Regions from separate parts of the Mus musculus genome. Here regions 1, 2 and 4 are each linked to region 3. The links are chromatin contacts, called in public Hi-C, HiChIP or PLAC-seq and promoter capture Hi-C maps. All regions are on one chromosome and are shown on one strand. The core of a region is the stretch at or near the end of the contact, and the rest is flanking DNA. Distances in the headings are between cores, read along the strand shown. Region 1 has its middle 150 kb from the start of Gm32531. Region 2 has its middle 190 kb from the start of Gm32531. Region 3 holds the start of Cdh11 (cadherin 11). Region 4 has its middle 54 kb from the start of Gm32531.

Region 1 (2,700 bases), core at 163-2,662, 340 kb before region 3:
TTTGTCGGTTATTTAATAACATGTTCAAATACTGCAAAGCTCTAGCCCCATTCTTTAAGGCTTCTTCTTAGACTGACCAAATGATTTTGGCCAAGTTAAATCATTCAAACCACTATGAATACTGTTACTACCTGAAGTTTATGTGGCTTTCTTAACTGTTCTCTTCTAAACACATCATGCTTAAGGCAGTGATGATTGAGATGACAAACCACTGGGACATATATGGGTAAGCAAATTCAATAATAACTCATGCCAATGAAGTCAGGTCATAATTTCAATACAGGTTAAATATTTACTTTCAAGGAAGTCAAATTATGTGAGTTTATCTAGGAAAATTTTCCAGGAAAAAAGCTGAACAATATTTAGACAGTTTCCACCCACACAACCAAATTATACTGACTTAGAAACCATACTTAGTTTTGGTAGCATACTTGGCCCCACAATGGGCACTATCTCAAAACATAAGGTAGCGAGTTATGGAGGAAAACATCCAACCCAGGTGTGGGTGTCTGTACGGACAGATGACCACACTTGAAGATGTGATGTGATGAGAAATAGGGACATAGTGGTTAATGGTGAGTTTAATGTTGACTGGGCATGAGCATAAGAAAACCCAATAAGTAATGAAAATGTTTTAGGCCTTGACATTAGTAGGGGGTAAATAGTACCTTTATAAAAGACAAACATGTCATATCCTAGAAGCAATGATGACCAAAGAATATGCAGAATATGCTCTCAGTAGACTATTTGCATACGAGCTTCCTTTCATTTACAGAGATCTAGATACCACCTCATTTGATGCTTGGAGTACTTAAAGTGGGTAGGAATCTTCAATGAAATATTTTATATATTTGAATAAAACTGTTAATTATTGCTTTCTGTTGTGAAGGCATGAACCAGGGAAAAGATAAAAGCATCTTTCAGATTTAATGTCCCAATTAATTAATTTTTACTTATAAAACGGGAGCTTTTGCCAAGGCTTCTGGAAGCATTATAAAAGATTGATGTCATAAAGATAAGAATTTAACTAGGTCAAGCCCAACCATCAGATAATTCTTAATTAGGAATGAATCTCTCTGTAATTTCTATAAAATTGGCTGAATAACAGATGACACGCTGAATTACAAATGTAATTTAAGGAGTATATGATTTTAAATGGCAAGCTCCTTTCTCCCTGCTTATTTCATCAATGGTGCTATCTGCCTTGATTCCTTCTGCAGGTTGTTTATTTTTCAAGTTCAGAAAAAAAAATGTCATCTTTAATTATAGATGGTGGCTAGAACATGTATCCCCCTGCGTGCCTCCTCTCAGCACAGAATGTAAAATATTGGCCGGGAGAGGAAAACATGTGCTTGTGTCAGATGAGGCATCATGTCCCAAAGGTCACATTTGAAAACTTGTTCAGTGAGTCAGCCTGGAACGTGTGGGCTGTGTGCCATGGTTTTCAAGAAGCAGAAAGGTCAGCCCCTCTAGGCTACTCTAGATCTTGCTAAGGAGCAGCACTTTCATGGAGGTGGGCGGGGAGGGTAAGGGAAGATGTTGAAGAGGCATAATGAGCCCCGGATCACATCATGGATGACTTGCCGAGATGTAATTCTGAGCATGCGTGAGCTTTGAGAGCATATGCCCTCTTATCCGACTTCAGTGAACTTCAGTAACGGGTGAAAGTGGAATCTGGCCATTGGGAGACATCTCAGCAGAGAAAGTGTTCGCTGTGGAGCATGAAGACAAAAATATGGATCTCTTGCTTCTGCTTAAAAGCCAGGTGTGGTGGTGTGTGTCTGTAACGCAGTCTTTTGGGGAGGGAGGTAAACACAGCCAAGTACCTGGTGCTTGCTAGCAAACCATGATAAGGTTAATTGTAAACTTCAAATCGGTGAGAGACCCTGTTTCAAAACATAAGGCGGAGTGCAATGGAGAAAGACACACACACACCACTGGGATGTGAAGATAAATATGGAAATAGTGGGTAATAGTGAGTTCTATGGTGGCTGCGCATAGAAAGAAGGAAACCCAGTGAGTGATAAGAATGTTTAGTCCTTGATGTTAGCAGTAGCTAGATACATATTTTCCAGAATTAAAAATATCTGCAAATTTTTGTTTCTAGTTTTTGACCAATGGGAATTGCACAGTAATATAATGGCACATACCTCTAAAGAATTAATGTGACAATACAAATTATTCATCAAGTGATCTGAACCATGGTAAATAATAATATTCCAATATTAGAAAGAACTTCTACCAGTCTGTGTTTGTTCCTTACTTCAGAAATAGAATCAGCTTCAATACTTGTTAAAATTACAATATCCTGGACTTACTCTCATCCAACTGACAAAGAAGAATTCAGGGAGATAAATTTGAAATTTTGCTTCTTTATGAAACTCTTCACACATCCTCCTATATCTGGAAACAATATCCTTATTAAAATTATCTCCTGGCTGGAGATGTAACTCAATTATTAGATGTAGCTCAGTTAGCATATGCCAGAAACCCCAGACTCAATCCCCAGCACCAAAAAAAAAAAAAAAAAAAAAAAAGAAAAAAAAAAAGAAAAGAAAAAGAAAATCAGGAATTTTAGTGCTCATCTCTAATTCTAACACTTGGGTGGTGGAGATAGGAAGATCTGAAGTTTAAAGGTATCTGTGGCTACATAGTGAATTAGAGGCTAGCTCAGGATACATATAATCCCGTCTTCAAAAG
Region 2 (2,744 bases), core at 216-2,715, 290 kb before region 3:
AAGCTGGAAAGAACCCAGATGTGCCTCAACAGAGGAATGGATACAGAAAATGTGGTACATCTACACAATGGAGTACTACTCAGCTATTAAAAAGAATGAATTTATGAAATTCCTAGCCAAATGGATGGACCTGGAGGGCATCATCCTGAGTGAGGTAACACATTCACAAAGGAACTCACACAATATGTACTCACTGATAAGTGGATATTAGCCCAAAACCTAGGATACCCAAGATATAAGATACAATTTCCTAAACACATGAAACTCAAGAAAAATGAAGACTGAAGTGTGAACACTATGCCCCTCCTTAGAAGTGGGAACAAAACACCCTTGGAAGGAGTTACAGAGACAAAGTTTGGAGCTGAGATGAAAGGATGGACCATGTAGAGACTGCCTTATCCAGGGATCCACCCCATAATCAGCATCCAAACGCTGACACCATTGCATACACTAGCAAGATTTTATCGAAAGGACCCAGATGTAGCTGTCTCTTGTGAGACTATGCCGGGGCCTAGCAAACACAGAAGTGGATGCCCACAGTCAGCTAATGGATGGATCACAGGGCTCCCAATGGAGGAGCTAGAGAAAGTACCCAAGGAGCTAAAGGGATCTGCAACCCTATAGGTAGATCAACATTATGAACTAACTAGTACCCCGGAGCTCTTGACTCTAGCTGCATATGTATCAAAAGATGGCCTAGTCGGCCATCACTGGAAAGAGAGGCCCATTGGACACACAAACTTTATATGCCCCAGAACAGGGGAATGCCAGGGCCAAAAAGGGGGAGTGGGCGGGTAGGGGAGTGGGGGTGGGTGGGTATGGGGGACTTTTGGTATAGCATTGGAAATGTAAATGAGCTAAATACCTAATAAAAAATGGAAAGAAAAAAAAATTAAAAGATTTTATAGCAGGTGAAAGTATATTAAATCATAAAATTTTATTGGAACTCAGACAGAGCTGTTCCTATGTTGTCCATGGCTGCTCTGCTGGTACCAAGGCAGACATGAATAGTTGCTCCAATATGAAAAACCTAAAATATGTAGCCTCTGGCTCTTTATGAAAAAAAAAATGCTGACTGCAACTGTAGATTCCATTCAGTTGACAAGGTTTTTAACCAGCATTCATGTTGGTGACCTACACTTTAAGAGTTTCCTCTTCCCAAATCAGTGGCTCTCAGCAAATTTAAATGTGACTGCATTGGGGAATTTCATTTCCTACTTCTCAAAATGTGTGCCTTGCAAATTATGATTGATTATGCTTTTGATTTGAAAGTGAGGGGACACACTGCTTAGTACAAAATGAAAGGCTAATTTAGGTTAAGTCAGTGCAGCCGAGTTGAAACAACAGCAGCTTATACATTCACAAAGCTCATGTTTTATCTTGCAAGCTTGGGCAGTTCATATTCCCCATCTGGGCTCCAGGCCTCTGAGTTATCAAATCCTGAAACCCAGACACACTTTATAAGATTCCTTCCAGAAACAAGAGTGTGTAATTCTGTAAGTACAAACCACTATTTGTACTCACTGCCTAGAGTTAGTAGATAGGCATTTTACAAAGGAAACACTTACTGGCCACGAGGTACATTTGATTATTTACATGTGCTGAGTTAACGAGGCTTTCATGTCAAGGAAACACTGGCAGGAATTTCCAATCTACAGGAAACATGGGAACAATTAGGGGTTTGCATTTTATCTTGAAGTTTCGGGATGCATTTTTCTCTCCCCATCTAGAAGGTAGAGACTCAGGAAGAAAGAAGCTTGCAGAGGACAAGGTCCAGTTTTCTGGAAGGGGGATGATTACAGTGTACAGTTCAAATATCTCCACACCACTCCAGTTTCTCTATGATTAAAAAAAAAGAAAGACAACCTCTTCCCCTCTTAGCCCTATAATAATCATACCTTGACATCTCTTAACAGCATAGGAACGGGGGCAGAATGATAACCAGGGCAGAATTTAAGCACCGGAACTTCTGTAATGGATGGCTGCGCGCTGCTACATAGTGGAGTTGAGCCCCGAAGCGATCATTCACTCTCTTCTCTTTGGAGCCCAGATTGTTGGTAGAAATGTTGGAAAGGTGCTTGCAAAATATCAGTGCTTAAGTGACTGTTTCAGTTGTTAAATCATAATACAGTGTGATTTTGCTGAAATGAAGTAATTACAGGGGGAGAGAAGAAAAGTCAAATGATATAAAAACAGGTCCTTTGGATAGTGTAAGTGCTAATGTGTTCTCTGATGCATATGCATTATTCATCTCCTGCTTCTGCCTAGAGCACGAGCGTTTCGACCAATTTACGGGTGGAGGTAGTATTATTTTGGCCCAAGCTCTTATCCCTAAATTTGGGTGAAGATGCTATGCTTGCAGGTCTTTGAATATTTCTACATGCAGCTGGATTTATTTTAAGTTAACACATCTGCTATTGTAATATTTTGATTTGAAACCAACAATTTAATCACAGTCCCTTCCACTGCTTACTTTATGCCAATGGATTATGTTTAGGCCTGGTTTCCACCTTGTCTTCACTATTGCATACTGGATATTCCTAATTCCCAGTTTCCATGTGTTTAGAAGGAGGATAAGAACATGGCACATTTGAAGGCTTCTGTCATCACTGAAAGTAAAAGCCCCTCCCAGTGTCTGGCATGCAGGAAGCACATCTCAGATGAAAGCTGTTTCTCTGTCATTTGAAGTTAGGTGTTACTCACTGGGATCCTATCCATGTCCCTCAACCTCCAATGGGCTGGTG
Region 3 (2,763 bases), core at 9-2,508:
CTGCATAGTCCAGCTTTTGTCCCTTGTCATTTTATTGTTCTTTTCCTGAGGTCGCCACTCCCAAGCCACCGCGACTTTCCTCAAAAAATCCCTTTTTATCCTTCGCCCATTGGAAACTCTACTTCTGCTCTTTCTAACATCTTCCAGACTGGAAACTTGTCCTAATCCAAGGTCCCCACTGAAGCATGGATCCTTAGTTCCCAGTCACGGTGCGGGTCCCCACGCTGCTCTAGGTAGGAAGAGCGCCCCGCCCCGCCCAGTCCCTGGCGCTTTTTTTTTTTTTTTTTGAAGATCCAGTTCTTCTGCCCAGACACTGTAAAGTGGACAGGAATCAGGTTGGGGTATCCTTTGCTGGGTTCTCGTGAGAAAGATATAAACAGGGGGCTGAGTCAGGGTGCGGGTATTCTTCACGTAGGCCCATCCTCTGGTCGAATGGCATTCTCTTTGGGGCCTTGAGGGGCTCTGTGGTGTCCATTCTGGGAGGCAACAAGTGAAACTGCCGGATGGGGGTGTTGCTTGTAATTGGCTGGAACAGAAGCTAGAGACTCTGTCCTGGTGGGGCTGACCCTAAAGAAGGCTTTGCATGTAGGGTAGAACAACATTGAGGAAAAACTCTATTCTTCTCAAGTCCGAATGCCCCTGTCTAGTGTCTTCACCGATTTCCCCGCAAGCGGATTTCTCAAAGGATAGATACCGGGATGCTGAAGGTTCGTGGGAGAGGGCACTGGGCAGGAGTGGTCAACGTGGAGATATTTTCAGAGTGCTAACTGATAAAGCCTAGAATGCGCTCCCTAATTCCGGATTGCCTCCCCTACTTGGGCAATGCCTTCCATCCAATCCATCCTCCGGCGGGCCGGTTGAGGCCCTAGCTTGTCCAGCTGGAGCGGATTTCAGGAAAAGAGGAAAATGGGGGCTCTCAAGCCCTCTCCAGCTTCCCTCCGTCGTCCTTCCTGATTGGCTGTGTATCCCCGGAGCCCAACTTCAGTCGCTCCAGACTGTGTCTGAGCCCCCACAGGAGACGGAGCGCTGCGACCCAGGGCAGGAGGGGCGGCCAGGCCACCTATTCCTGGGTTTGGCATCTCTCGGGGCCCCAGGGGGGGAGGAGCGCCGACAGGGTAGGCATCCATCGCCTCCTCCAGGCCCAATTCTCGGCGTCTAGCAGCCTCGGTTCCTCTCCGCCCCCCTTTCCCTCCCAGCGTCGGCCTCCCTCCTCCTCCCCCCTCACCCGCCCGCCTGCCCGCCACCTCCCCCCGGTTTCTCATTCCTGCCACTAGCGCGCTCCGCGGCTCATTCCGCGGCCGCCGCCAGCTGAGGGGAGCGTCGCGGGCCGAGGAGCAGATGCCGCGGGGGCCGCTCGCAGCCGCCGCCGACTTGTGAATGGGACTCGGACCGGGGCCCGGGCTGACACCGCTGCGCTCGCCCCGTGCCAGGGACAGCCGGCCAGGAGGTCGTGTCCACCCGCAACGGCCCCAGGTGAGGCGCTCTGCTCGGCTCTAGACCCTATCTAGATGGGGCTTCTCGGAGTAGGCAGAAAGGGGAAAGAATTGCTTCTGAAAGAGACTGTTGCGGAAGGGGGAGGTTGCTGGCTGATGGAGATCAGTAAAGCAAAGCAGAAGGGCTTTTTTTTGGGGGGGGGGTGAGGTTAAAAATCAGAGAAAAGGGAGGCAGCCTGCTGTGGACGCAGGCAGAGCAGGGGTTTGAGGCGCCAGATGTGCGCTCCCCGGTTCTTTGATTGTTGCCCCCCCCCCGGGGTGAGGGGCTGTTGCACCAAGGCTTCAGCACAGGGGGATTGCTTTGGGTTGGGGCAAGGAACTGCAGAGCGGAGCTCTGGACACGCAGACTGCTCCCGTGATGTCTCTAGGGAAAGTCGACCCCTGTGCGGTGCCCGCCCGCGCTGCGCCTGTTCCCCAGACAAGATCGCTCTCTGCGGGGTTCCTAGAGGGGATCCTCCCGCGCCTTCCTAAAGAGCTCCCCTAGACCCGGTGCCTGTGTAGAGAGTGCGGTCGAAGCCCAGAAGATAGCCGGCGGCCGGGAGGGAGCGGCGATTGGATTGGCCGCACTTTGATAGTGTGGGTCGGGGGCTGTGGACTGCGGCTCAGAGGCTGGGGGTTGCGGTGTGAGCTAGCCCCTCCAGCCCCCGCCTTTTCGGGGACTTCAGTCACCTATCCTAACCTCCCAGTGATGCAGGGAATGCTCTGTGAGCGGCTCAGACTCAGACTAGACTCGGGCTTGGACTGGAGGAAGCTTTCTAGGGTCAATGTTAACTTTGAGAATCAAACCTTCCCGGAAAGCCTGCGCCTCCTCTCGGAGCGCTCCAAGCCTCCACTGTTTCCTCACAATCGGCCTCCCTCCCTGTGCTTGGCCTCCCAGCCGGGATGTGCTGAGAGCAAGGAGCAGCGGGAAGCTGGAGGCTGCGGGAGCATCCAATTCCCCTCGCAACCCAGCCTAGCCTTGGCAGGGTCTTTTCGCTCCTGGTCCCCGGAGAAAGTGGGACCCAGGAGGCTTCCTATTCTCTCTCTTGCCAAGGCCCGGATTTCACCCGGGCTCCGCACTCCTGCCTTCAGCGGGTGAAAGGTTCGCTAGATGTTCGAAGAAGCCCTGTTGCTTTTTGTTAATAATGCAGCAGGAATTTCACGGGCTATCGCACTGCTATGAAGAAATTGCATCTTCTAATTATTTAACGGTGCCGTTTCTGCATGACGGAGGGTCGTCCCTGAGGGCTGGGAGTGGGTTTGTTAATGAAAGCCTGGCACTGCAGGAGGG
Region 4 (2,707 bases), core at 42-2,541, 430 kb before region 3:
CATTTTAAATGGCTGACATGGTATATACCAAACATACATAACGGTGAGAAATATACGTGTGAAACTTTTGGCTCAGGTGACAGTAATGTGGTAAGGAGCCCTCATGAAGCCATGGTGGGAGCCTGGGATGTAGTAAATGAGAAGAGGTTCAGGTACTTTCTCCCATTCTCCTTGACTGTCACCTTTATTTCTAATTTGGTCTGAATCCTTAGTGACAGGTTGGAAGTGTTCTGAATGTCCATTTGTACAGTCCACAAAGTAACTAGTGTGGGTTTTAGGGGAAAAGTTCAGATGCTGAGAAATGCAAATGGATGGAGAAGTAGGAAGTGATTAGATAGATGAATTGATAGATCCTGAATGCTAGGGCCTGGAAGATGGATAAATTCAGTGCAAGAAAGCAAGGATTGGAGGATGAATGCAAGATAGGTGGGTACATTAATGAACACAGTGTAAGGTGTCTGACTGTTGATCCAGCTATGCGTTCCTACACTAAAATCTTCCCCAGAATACAAATTTCCTAATTGCCATAGAGTGAGATACAGACTTTTAACAGAATGTTCTTGTGCTGTGCGTGGACTGTTGAAGAAATTTCAAATTATCCAAAAGTGATTGCAGTTCAGTGGTGTGATACCCAGTACAATCCTCCTGCTCTGTAAACAAAGTCAGTGTTTCAAACTTACCCATCCTAAAAGTTCTTTATCCTTCTCAGGGGTGCTGACATGGCCCAGTTAAAGTCTGCAGATAAAGGCATATTGGGAAGTGAGCAAAAATGTTATCATGAATCTGCCCTGCTGTCTGAAGAAGAGGGTGAGCTATAGACTGAGATGTGAATATTTAAATACTCACAGCTTCTATATTCTAGAATTGCTCACCTCCAAATATCAAATAACCATAGATTCATTTTATTCATTAATATGTATTTATTGAGCATGCTCTAGGAACTTATTGTCAAGAGTTCCATAGAGATCTCTTCATAATAGATGATGTTTGACTCTACATAGAATCATGACACTACAGAGGGCAATAGTTGAGAGACCTTTGAGATGATTCATCTGAGTACTTACTGTACACTGGAGAGAGAGAGAGAGAGAGAGAGAGAGAGAGAGAGAGAGAGAGAGAGAGAGAGAGAGAGAGAGAGAGAGAGAGAGAGAGAAACAGAGACAGAGACAGAGACAGAGACAGAAAGGCAGAGACAGAGATGCAGAGACAGAGAGTGAGTCAGAGAAAGACAGAGACACAGAGAAAGTGAGTCAAAGACAGAGAGACACAGAGATAGAGAGTGAGTCAGAGATAGACACAGAGACAGAGAGTGAGTCAGAGAGAGAGAGAGAGAGAGAGAGAGCCTTCCACAGATGGCATGGATATAAAAGAAACAGCAAGTAAAAGCACAAAGGAGTGTTTAACTAGAGAAAAAGGGAGAAAAGATAGTAGATGAAAAGATAAGAGGTTGCTCTATGTATTTAGAAATGAAACAAGAGACTTGAAAGGCAGGAAAAAGAGAAGCAGCAAGTGGCCTGGCTGGAGAAATGACAGGGGTACAGATATATAATATTTTTTGCACACAGTGTTTTATTACATATTTCAAAACTTTCTTATTGGCTTAAGATTAAAAAGATTTTAAGAATTTAAATCCTGAGGGTCAGAGAACTCTTCCATAGAAAACTTGAAGGCACTGAAGGAATTTCCTGATTGTGCATTCAACTGTTTTGGCAATACATATTACTGACTGAGTGTGCTGTGCATGGTAGTTCATGGACAGGCACTGGGGAAAGGGGATGGACTGGGAAACAGGGCACACAGGGAAGAGATCTGATCAACCCTGGATTCTGAAGGCAAGACATAGAATCCAGCGTAGATTTTTTTAGAATGTAACTAGGCAGAGATGCCCCCATGTGTTTTCTCCTACCTCCTTGGTCTGTCTAGGGTGGGCATGAGTGGAATATAGATCTGATGATGCTGTCCTAATCAAGGTGGCCTCTTTTATTATTATTATTATTATTATTTTTTGCATCTATAGGGCATCACTCACTTTTCCAGAATGGGAATTTGGGTAAGAGTAATCCTCATACCATGCAATCTATATAGGACATTCCAGGGAACCACTTACTCAATGTAAATGGGTTTTTAGTAAATGCTAGTTAAAATGAAAGTAGATAATGGAAGCTTTTCATGAGAATATGGAGCATATAAACAGGGCTAGAGGGTGACAGGTATAGAAAAGTAGTACAAGGAAGATTGTTTGCAAGAGTCACAGCAGCTAGACAAGGTAGCTCACACCTACAATCCCAATGTGTATGAGGATGAGGAGGGAGATTGCAAGTGTGATGCCAACTTGGGCTTCATAATGAGAACCTATACACAAGTTTATAATTATAAATATATGTATATATTATGTGAGTCATAAATTTATAAATAAAGACCCACAGTATCATGACATAAAAAAATGAAAAAGCACAGCTCTACTGGATATCCCAGTGGAATGGATAAGATTTAACCATTAAACTATTCTGTGTCTACTTCTCCCCCTAATGGCGTTCATTCTCTGCCTCTTCACTGAGCCATTAGGGGAAAGGCAGGGAAACTTTAGGCCCCATGATCAATTGCTTTTCCTCTCTGTATATCATGGGAGCATTAGATGCCTCAATTCTACTTGGGTCTAAGTGTCAGCTAGAAGAGCCCTGGAGCATCATGCCAGCCTGGGCTGGAG

Evidence for each region. Promoter capture Hi-C pulls out the DNA fragments that hold promoters and counts their contacts. Hi-C and Micro-C count contacts between places; a contact is called where the count stands out from the background. HiChIP or PLAC-seq counts read pairs in DNA pulled down with a chosen protein or histone mark.
Region 1: an H3K4me3 HiChIP or PLAC-seq map of embryonic limb bud shows a contact between it and region 3, with 2.8 times the contacts expected there. The contact joins the enhancer-like site here to the promoter of Cdh11 in region 3. A contact is called at or near these places in 5 of 39 promoter capture datasets (the 3T3-L1 cell line, embryonic stem cells, frontonasal cranial neural crest and 1 more), 3 of 484 Hi-C or Micro-C datasets (adipose-derived mesenchymal stem cells, embryonic fibroblasts and uterus) and 3 of 115 datasets of contacts at active chromatin or transcription factors (craniofacial prominence, embryonic hindbrain and embryonic limb bud).
Region 2: a promoter capture Hi-C map of second pharyngeal arch cranial neural crest shows a contact between it and region 3, with 8 times the contacts expected there. The contact joins the enhancer-like site here to the promoter of Cdh11 in region 3. A contact is called at or near these places in 7 of 39 promoter capture datasets (the 3T3-L1 cell line, cranial neural crest, frontonasal cranial neural crest and 3 more), 7 of 484 Hi-C or Micro-C datasets (the 3T3-L1 cell line, adipose-derived mesenchymal stem cells, cerebral cortex and 3 more), 3 of 115 datasets of contacts at active chromatin or transcription factors (embryonic limb bud, forebrain and neural progenitor cells) and 1 of 9 other capture datasets (pancreatic islet).
Region 4: a contact with region 3 is called in a Hi-C map of tail fibroblasts, with 5 times the contacts expected there. The contact joins the enhancer-like site here to the promoter of Cdh11 in region 3. A contact is called at or near these places in 5 of 39 promoter capture datasets (the 3T3-L1 cell line, 3T3-L1-derived adipocytes, hippocampal neurons and 1 more), 4 of 484 Hi-C or Micro-C datasets (the 3T3-L1 cell line, embryonic fibroblasts, nephron progenitors and 1 more) and 6 of 115 datasets of contacts at active chromatin or transcription factors (the NIH/3T3 cell line, VIP interneurons, craniofacial prominence and 3 more).

The regions. Positions count from the first base shown.
Region 1 is chr8:103,124,508-103,127,207 of GRCm38.p6, reverse strand. No RefSeq gene overlaps it. Among named protein-coding and RNA genes, the nearest start is that of Gm32531, 150 kb to the left of the region's middle. Within about 2 kb of position 1,412, at least 5 of the 459 cell types and tissues checked have an H3K27ac peak or open chromatin away from gene starts, as enhancers often do. A contact at or near this core is called in adipose-derived mesenchymal stem cells, where this site is marked.
Region 2 is chr8:103,077,467-103,080,210 of GRCm38.p6, reverse strand. No RefSeq gene overlaps it. Among named protein-coding and RNA genes, the nearest start is that of Gm32531, 190 kb to the left of the region's middle. RefSeq lists an enhancer at 1,220-2,744. Within about 2 kb of position 1,465, at least 10 of the 459 cell types and tissues checked have an H3K27ac peak or open chromatin away from gene starts, as enhancers often do. A contact at or near this core is called in embryonic limb bud and second pharyngeal arch cranial neural crest, where this site is marked.
Region 3 is chr8:102,783,606-102,786,368 of GRCm38.p6, reverse strand. Cdh11 (cadherin 11) reads left to right here and starts at 1,258. Exons shown (of 13, transcript NM_009866.5): 1 at 1,258-1,473.
Region 4 is chr8:103,216,160-103,218,866 of GRCm38.p6, reverse strand. No RefSeq gene overlaps it. Among named protein-coding and RNA genes, the nearest start is that of Gm32531, 54 kb to the left of the region's middle. Within about 2 kb of position 1,291, at least 5 of the 459 cell types and tissues checked have an H3K27ac peak or open chromatin away from gene starts, as enhancers often do. A contact at or near this core is called in tail fibroblasts, where this site is marked.